Regions from separate parts of the Sus scrofa genome. Here region 1 is linked to region 2. Evidence: chromatin contacts called from public Hi-C data. All regions are on one chromosome and are shown on one strand. The core of a region is the stretch at or near the end of the contact, and the rest is flanking DNA. Distances in the headings are between cores, read along the strand shown. Region 1 has its middle 6.3 kb from the start of TMEM212. Region 2 overlaps PLD1 (phospholipase D1).

Region 1 (3,046 bases), core at 252-2,751, 210 kb after region 2:
CTTAGTGAACTTGTCCATTAGATAAAGGAGGCTTGCTTAGGCCTAGCTTTTACCTTTTATGTCAATTAGCTTTGCGTAGATTGTGAGAAAGAAGCAGAAGTGTTTATGTACTTGGACAATGCCATGAGGAAGTTCCAAGAAATGCCCTTTCTCTTCTTTAAAAAAATAGTAAATATATACATATGTACAAACTAGGGTAGGATACCTCCATTGTTGAAAAAGGAAAGTGTGGGCCTTTGTATGAAAAAAATGATCCCACATCTGCTAGTAGTAGGTGGTGTTTATTCTATGCTACTCAATTCCTTATGTCATAAGGACGCACTTCTTTTATTATCCTATCTCAGAAGAGATCACAATATCATCTGTATGGAAATACAAAAAGAGCATAAGTTTTCATAGCCAAATTCTCTGGAGCACAAGTTTTCTATGTCTTTGTTATTTCATTTGTCTATAGACCGGGGAAAATACTTACTATTTATGGAAAGTGGTCAGATAAAGAAATAGATAAAACCTTTGAATATGCAGAGATACATAAAAACCGTTAAATTAGATAGATCACCATGAACATGAACTGCTTTAAAAGCTGGCATCACCAGTGGAGGAAAAATGTGCATGAGAGCTTTCTTTCAGAGGCAGAAGTTCCTGCTGGACTTAAGCAGTTAGTCTGTGATCTTGTGTCTTTTCCTTTAAAACACACAATGTCATGTGGCAGTATGTCAGGGGCTGGTGTCCTCAGGCCAAAAGAATCGCAGGATGGTGACTTCAGGGTGCCTCTCCCATGATCTGCATACAATGCGGAAGTGTCACAGTGCAGTCTCACAGCTGGGTGAGCTAACCGGGAAGCTTTTCCTTGTGTTTCTGTGTGGATTTTCATGGAGAGGGGATGGAGAGATTTAAGGTAGCAAGAAATTAAATATTTTTAGGTGAAAGCCTGAAGAGCTAGCTTTCACAGCAAAACAGTCTGTATAAACTAGCGACTGTGATAAGCAGTGACTTCATAAATTCATTCATTCATTCATCATTTCTAAACATCTACTGTGAGTCCAGCACTGTTGTTGGCTCTGGGGTGTTGTAGTGAACAAAACAAAGTATTGGCCTCTGTGTCCAACTAGTTTTCATTCTAGTTCGGAAGACGCATAGAAATCAAGTGAGCCAAAAGCTAGGAAGAATAAAATCATGTGGTAATGAGTAAGCTCAGAAAAAGGATGAAGAAAAGGTTGACGAGGGCTGGTCTGTGATGAGGGGCCCTTTGAGCAGAGGCCTGGATGAAGCAAGGGAGTGAATCAGTGGTTTGTACATACTTAGTTTAAGTTGCTTCCCTATATTTTAAAATATATAGGAAATGAGGCTGCTGATATTTCAACTGTTGCTCGGAAAGCTAGGTAAGGCTTTGTTTTCTGACTAATCAGAAACTGGTTTCAAGAAGTTCACTCAACCTAGTCCCTTTTGGCCAGTGGACGGGGATTTGCTTTTGTGTTCTCTGCCACGTCCACATCCTCATTAAATTCTCATCTCTCCATTTATCTACACCAGGAACTCCATGCCTGAAAGGTTTGCTATCAGTTCCCTCCCAGCTTTTCATCCCTTTTCAAGAAGCTGGGAAGGAAAAGTGATTTGGTTTTATGTTCCTTCAATCCTTGCCCTCCTTAGCCTCTGCTGTGCTTGTTGACAAGTTTTCATTATTTTATAACATAGTCACCAGAGCTGGGCTGAGATCACCAATTTGTTTCTTGGAGCCTTTGAATTGTCCAGCTGGTGGATGTTGGCTTCCATTTACTGGCTATTTGTGTGCCACAAAGGTCAAAGTGAGGCTCCTTGGAGGAACTCTGGGTGAAATCTGTCCAGTAAGAACCAGTTGCCCACTGCTCATACCAGATAGAGGGGAAGCTCTAGTTGGAAGTTCCCAGTCCTCAAGCAGATAACATTCTTCCAGATAAAGGCTTCTTAGGGACAGGCAATTTGGCCACTTAGGTACGTTTGCTCCCTTGGGATTTATTTTAAGCCATGGAATCTTAGATATGGAGGAGTCTTAGAAATTATCTGGTCTAACCTCCACATGTTCCTGAGGACACAAAGATTATAAGAGGCTTTAATTTACTCAAGGTCATACAGCCCTGGTCTCTTTCTGCTGCACCAGGCTGCTCCTCATCATGTTCATTTGTTTTAGCCCACACTCCCTCAAACAGATGTTCAGGAACATTCCATACGGTAACCATCCCCGTCCATCTCCACATTAAGGGCAAGAGCCCACACATGAAGCACTGCAGAATGGAAAACCAGCCCTGGCAATGCTCTGGATAGAAATTCTGGGATTTTTACATCAATACGCAGAAAAGAAACTTTGGTTTTAGTTCCCTCCTTGTTCTAATTTTTAGAAAAGAAATAGCAAGGAATCTCTTTGTTCACTTCTTGGTTAATTTATTTTTTTGTAACTGGGAGTGGAATCAGCAGTTCTAATCAGGTCTCCTTTGTGCGTATGCAGCATCATCTTTGAATTGAGTGCAGCCCTATGTGCCTTGATACTTCATGGCTCAATTTTCAGATGTACATAGGCGTTTAAAAAGATGGAGTACACCTGTATAATGATCTACTAGAGACAGACAAAAATTATAAACTTCAGAGTCAGGTATTCCTGAGTTCAAAGCAAGGATTCAACACTAATTAGTTGGGTCACTTTCGTTATTTATTATCTTAGAGCCTCAGATTTGCCATCTGTAAAATGGGAATAACAATGACAACCGTAGAGGGCTTTAGTGAACACATCTCACTGTTCTTCCCTAACTTTTGCCTTTTACCTGGGTATAACTAGACCCAAAAATGGTGTTTAGTTTCTCATTGAACAATTTGGTTCTTTTCTTTTTCAAAAATGCCAAGACAAGGAACTGAGTGAATATACATTTCCCATATAAAAGGACTTAGAGGTTTGTCCCTAAAACAACTTAAAAAACAAGCATCATCTGAGAACATTTCAGAACACTCAAGCAGCTTCTTTCTCATTCTGCTCCCCCCCCCTTTCCCCCTAATTTGTCCCTTTTGTCCTCCCTAC
Region 2 (2,749 bases), core at 171-2,670:
AGTCAGGGGCAGAAAGTTTTACAATTAAAAAGAAAAAGAAAAAAAAAAGACAAAGTAACAGTTAAAAATGACAGCCAAGGAGTTCCTACTATGGTTCAGCAGTAACACCCTTGGCCTCACTCAGTGGGTTGGGACCCGGTGTTGCCATGAGCTGCAGAGTAGGTTGCAGACACAGCTGGATCCAGCATTGCTAGGGCTGTGGTGTAGGCCAGAAGCTGCAGCTCTGATTTGACTCCTAGTTTGGGGACTTCCGTATGACGCAGCTACAGTACTCAAAACAAAAACAAAAACAAAAACAAAAGATAGCCAAGCAGTTCACATGGATTTAAAGACTGAGCAAATGGCTTCCTACAATACATTCTATCAATCCCCAGGCTCTGCGGGGGAAGGAGGTGCTGTTGCATTGGAGACCAGAAGCTATTATCCAGGCTAACTGTTCATAGCAACCTGAAAAATAAGCTGAACTTGGCAGTAAAGTGAGGACTGTATCCACTACCTCCCACAGCATAATCCTTTCTAGGACAAAATCAATTGCAACAAAGCCTTGTTTGGATCCCTTGGAAGGGTGAGGGGTTAAAATTTAGTTCTGAAAAAGACATTGACCTAAGAGTTTTATGTATAAGTACCTAACTCAGAATCCAGCAAATAGTAGGCATTCAGCTGTTAATTACTGAGTAAATGAGATCCCACAGCGTAGATCTCAGGGGCTAAAAGACATACTGGACTCAGTATGATTTCCAATGCAGATGTTCATCATTGTTTGGAAACTCTGATTCATCTCTGAAAACTCTGCTTCAGATGCAAAATTTTACCCCAGGCCCTTCATGCATTCTGAGTCACTGATGCCGAGTTTTAAATCTCCTACATATACAACACAATATTTCTTGGCCCACTCTCCCTACTGATGATTAACAACAATCTTTGAAAGGAAAAGCCTTTGAACCGCCTTTGCTTCCCAGTGATGTAACAAACGGGAGAAATGCGGCTCCTTCCTTTGATCTGTATTCAGAAAGTCAGAAATTTGGAAAATTATGTTCAAATAGATACCACCTCTTTGGAGGCTAGACTGTCAAGGTCCTTATCTCTAAAAGACACACAGGAAGAAGAGAGAGAAAGTCTGGAGATGACTGTGGTGTTCATGGAATCTTGCCCTTTTATCTGAGAAGTTTATATTCACACAAAGTTGCTGCTACAGGTTAATTTTCAAGTGGGAACCAACCTAAACTTTTCATAATACTTAATTTCTAAAGTTCATTTTCTTCTAAGCAACTACATTTTTCTTTCAGAAAAAAATATTATTACTACCCTAAAAGCGATCAGATTTGAGGTCTCTGATGCCAACGTACCGTATTAGGGTCCAGGGAAAGTGCAGTTCCAAGCAGAAGCAATGGCCAATAGAACAGAGTCTGGAGGCCTGTGAGCTTGACTTCCATGCTTAGGAATTTGGACTAGGGTGTTGTAATGGCATGGATTAATCACTAGATGGCAAACACAGTTTGAGTTGGAAAAAAATTTTTTAAATTTTTAAATGTGAACTGTTAAAGTCCTCTGTCAGATAAGAGTAAGAGGCACACATTCCTGGATGGTAAACAAGACAGTGAGAAGAAGAACAGAAAGAACACCTAAGCTATTTCCCCACAGCCAGTATTTAGAAGTCCAAATGAATCTCACACTTAAAAATTGTCACCATCTGTCTCCTGCTGCCTTGACAGATTCACCTTCAGTCCGGTCCTCCCAGGCCCACACTCCAGTGACAGACAGGAACCACCATCCTGTGTTCAGAGTGCATCCTACTAAGGCAGGCTAGCAATAGCGCATCTGCCCCCTTAGCCCGGAGTGCGCTTCTCCGCATCGTAGGAGCCCTCTCCTTGGAGGGCTGATAAATGGCTCCTTCCTCGCTCAGGCCAACCTGGATGTGCCGGTCAAAACTGGTTTGCTTCTGCCTCCGCACTCCCCTAGCATGTGGCTAGGATGGCTATGCAGCATCCCTTCTGCTTCACACAATAGCAATAGGCACATCTGCTGGCTAGACCACATGATAAGCCCTCTTGAAGCATAGGATATCCATGCTCATATCTTTCTGTTTGGGGCAGTGCCCAACAAAGGAGCTCTGCAAACTCTCTGTACCTGGTACTATCTGCTTTGGGAGAATGAGGTCAGATGGAAAGAATGTCTCTTTCTGGGAAGCCTCTGATAGACAAGAGGTTAAACAGGATGTTTTCCTTCAAATTAGGTTACATTTTATTTGATTTTTTTTTATTGTGGTGAAATACATATGTAACACAAAATTTGCCATTTTAACCATTTAAGTGTACCATGCAGTGTTATTAATTACCCTCACATGTTATGCAACCATTGTGATCTCTATTTCCAAAACTTTCAAGAGTCCAAACAGAAACTGTGATAACTAAGCTCTAAGTTCCCACTTCCCCTCCTTGCAACCTCTGGTAACTTCTAATCCACTTTCTGTCGCTAGGAATTTGCCTGGTCTAGATATTTCATCTAAGTGGAATCAAACAATATTGTCTTTTTGTGTCTGACTTATTTAACTTAATATCCTCAAGATTCATCCATGGTGTAGTGCGTGTCTGAATTTCCTTCCTTCTTATAGCTGAATAATATTACATTGTATGTACAGACCACATTTGGTTTATGTAGTCATCTGTGGGCAAGCACTTGCACTGTTTCTACCTTTTGGCTATTGTGAGTAATGCTGCAGTGAACGGGGCTCTCTGCTTTCTATTATTTT

The links. A called contact is a pair of places that touch in the nucleus more often than the background predicts.
Region 1: a Hi-C map of omental adipose tissue shows a contact between it and region 2, with 2.1 times the contacts expected there. The contact joins two enhancer-like sites. A contact is called at or near these places in 12 of 47 Hi-C or Micro-C datasets (adipocytes, alveolar macrophages, embryonic fibroblasts and 7 more) and 2 of 2 datasets of contacts at active chromatin or transcription factors (alveolar macrophages and skeletal muscle).

Annotation. Positions count from the first base shown.
Region 1 is chr13:110,406,555-110,409,600 of Sscrofa11.1, forward strand. No RefSeq gene overlaps it. Among named protein-coding and RNA genes, the nearest start is that of TMEM212, 6.3 kb to the right of the region's middle. Within about 2 kb of position 1,502, at least 27 of the 83 cell types and tissues checked have an H3K27ac peak or open chromatin away from gene starts, as enhancers often do. A contact at or near this core is called in omental adipose tissue and retroperitoneal adipose tissue, where this site is marked.
Region 2 is chr13:110,200,706-110,203,454 of Sscrofa11.1, forward strand. All of the region lies in intron 21 of PLD1 (phospholipase D1), which reads right to left. Among named protein-coding and RNA genes, the nearest start is that of TNIK, 150 kb to the left of the region's middle. Within about 2 kb of position 1,421, at least 18 of the 83 cell types and tissues checked have an H3K27ac peak or open chromatin away from gene starts, as enhancers often do. A contact at or near this core is called in omental adipose tissue and retroperitoneal adipose tissue, where this site is marked.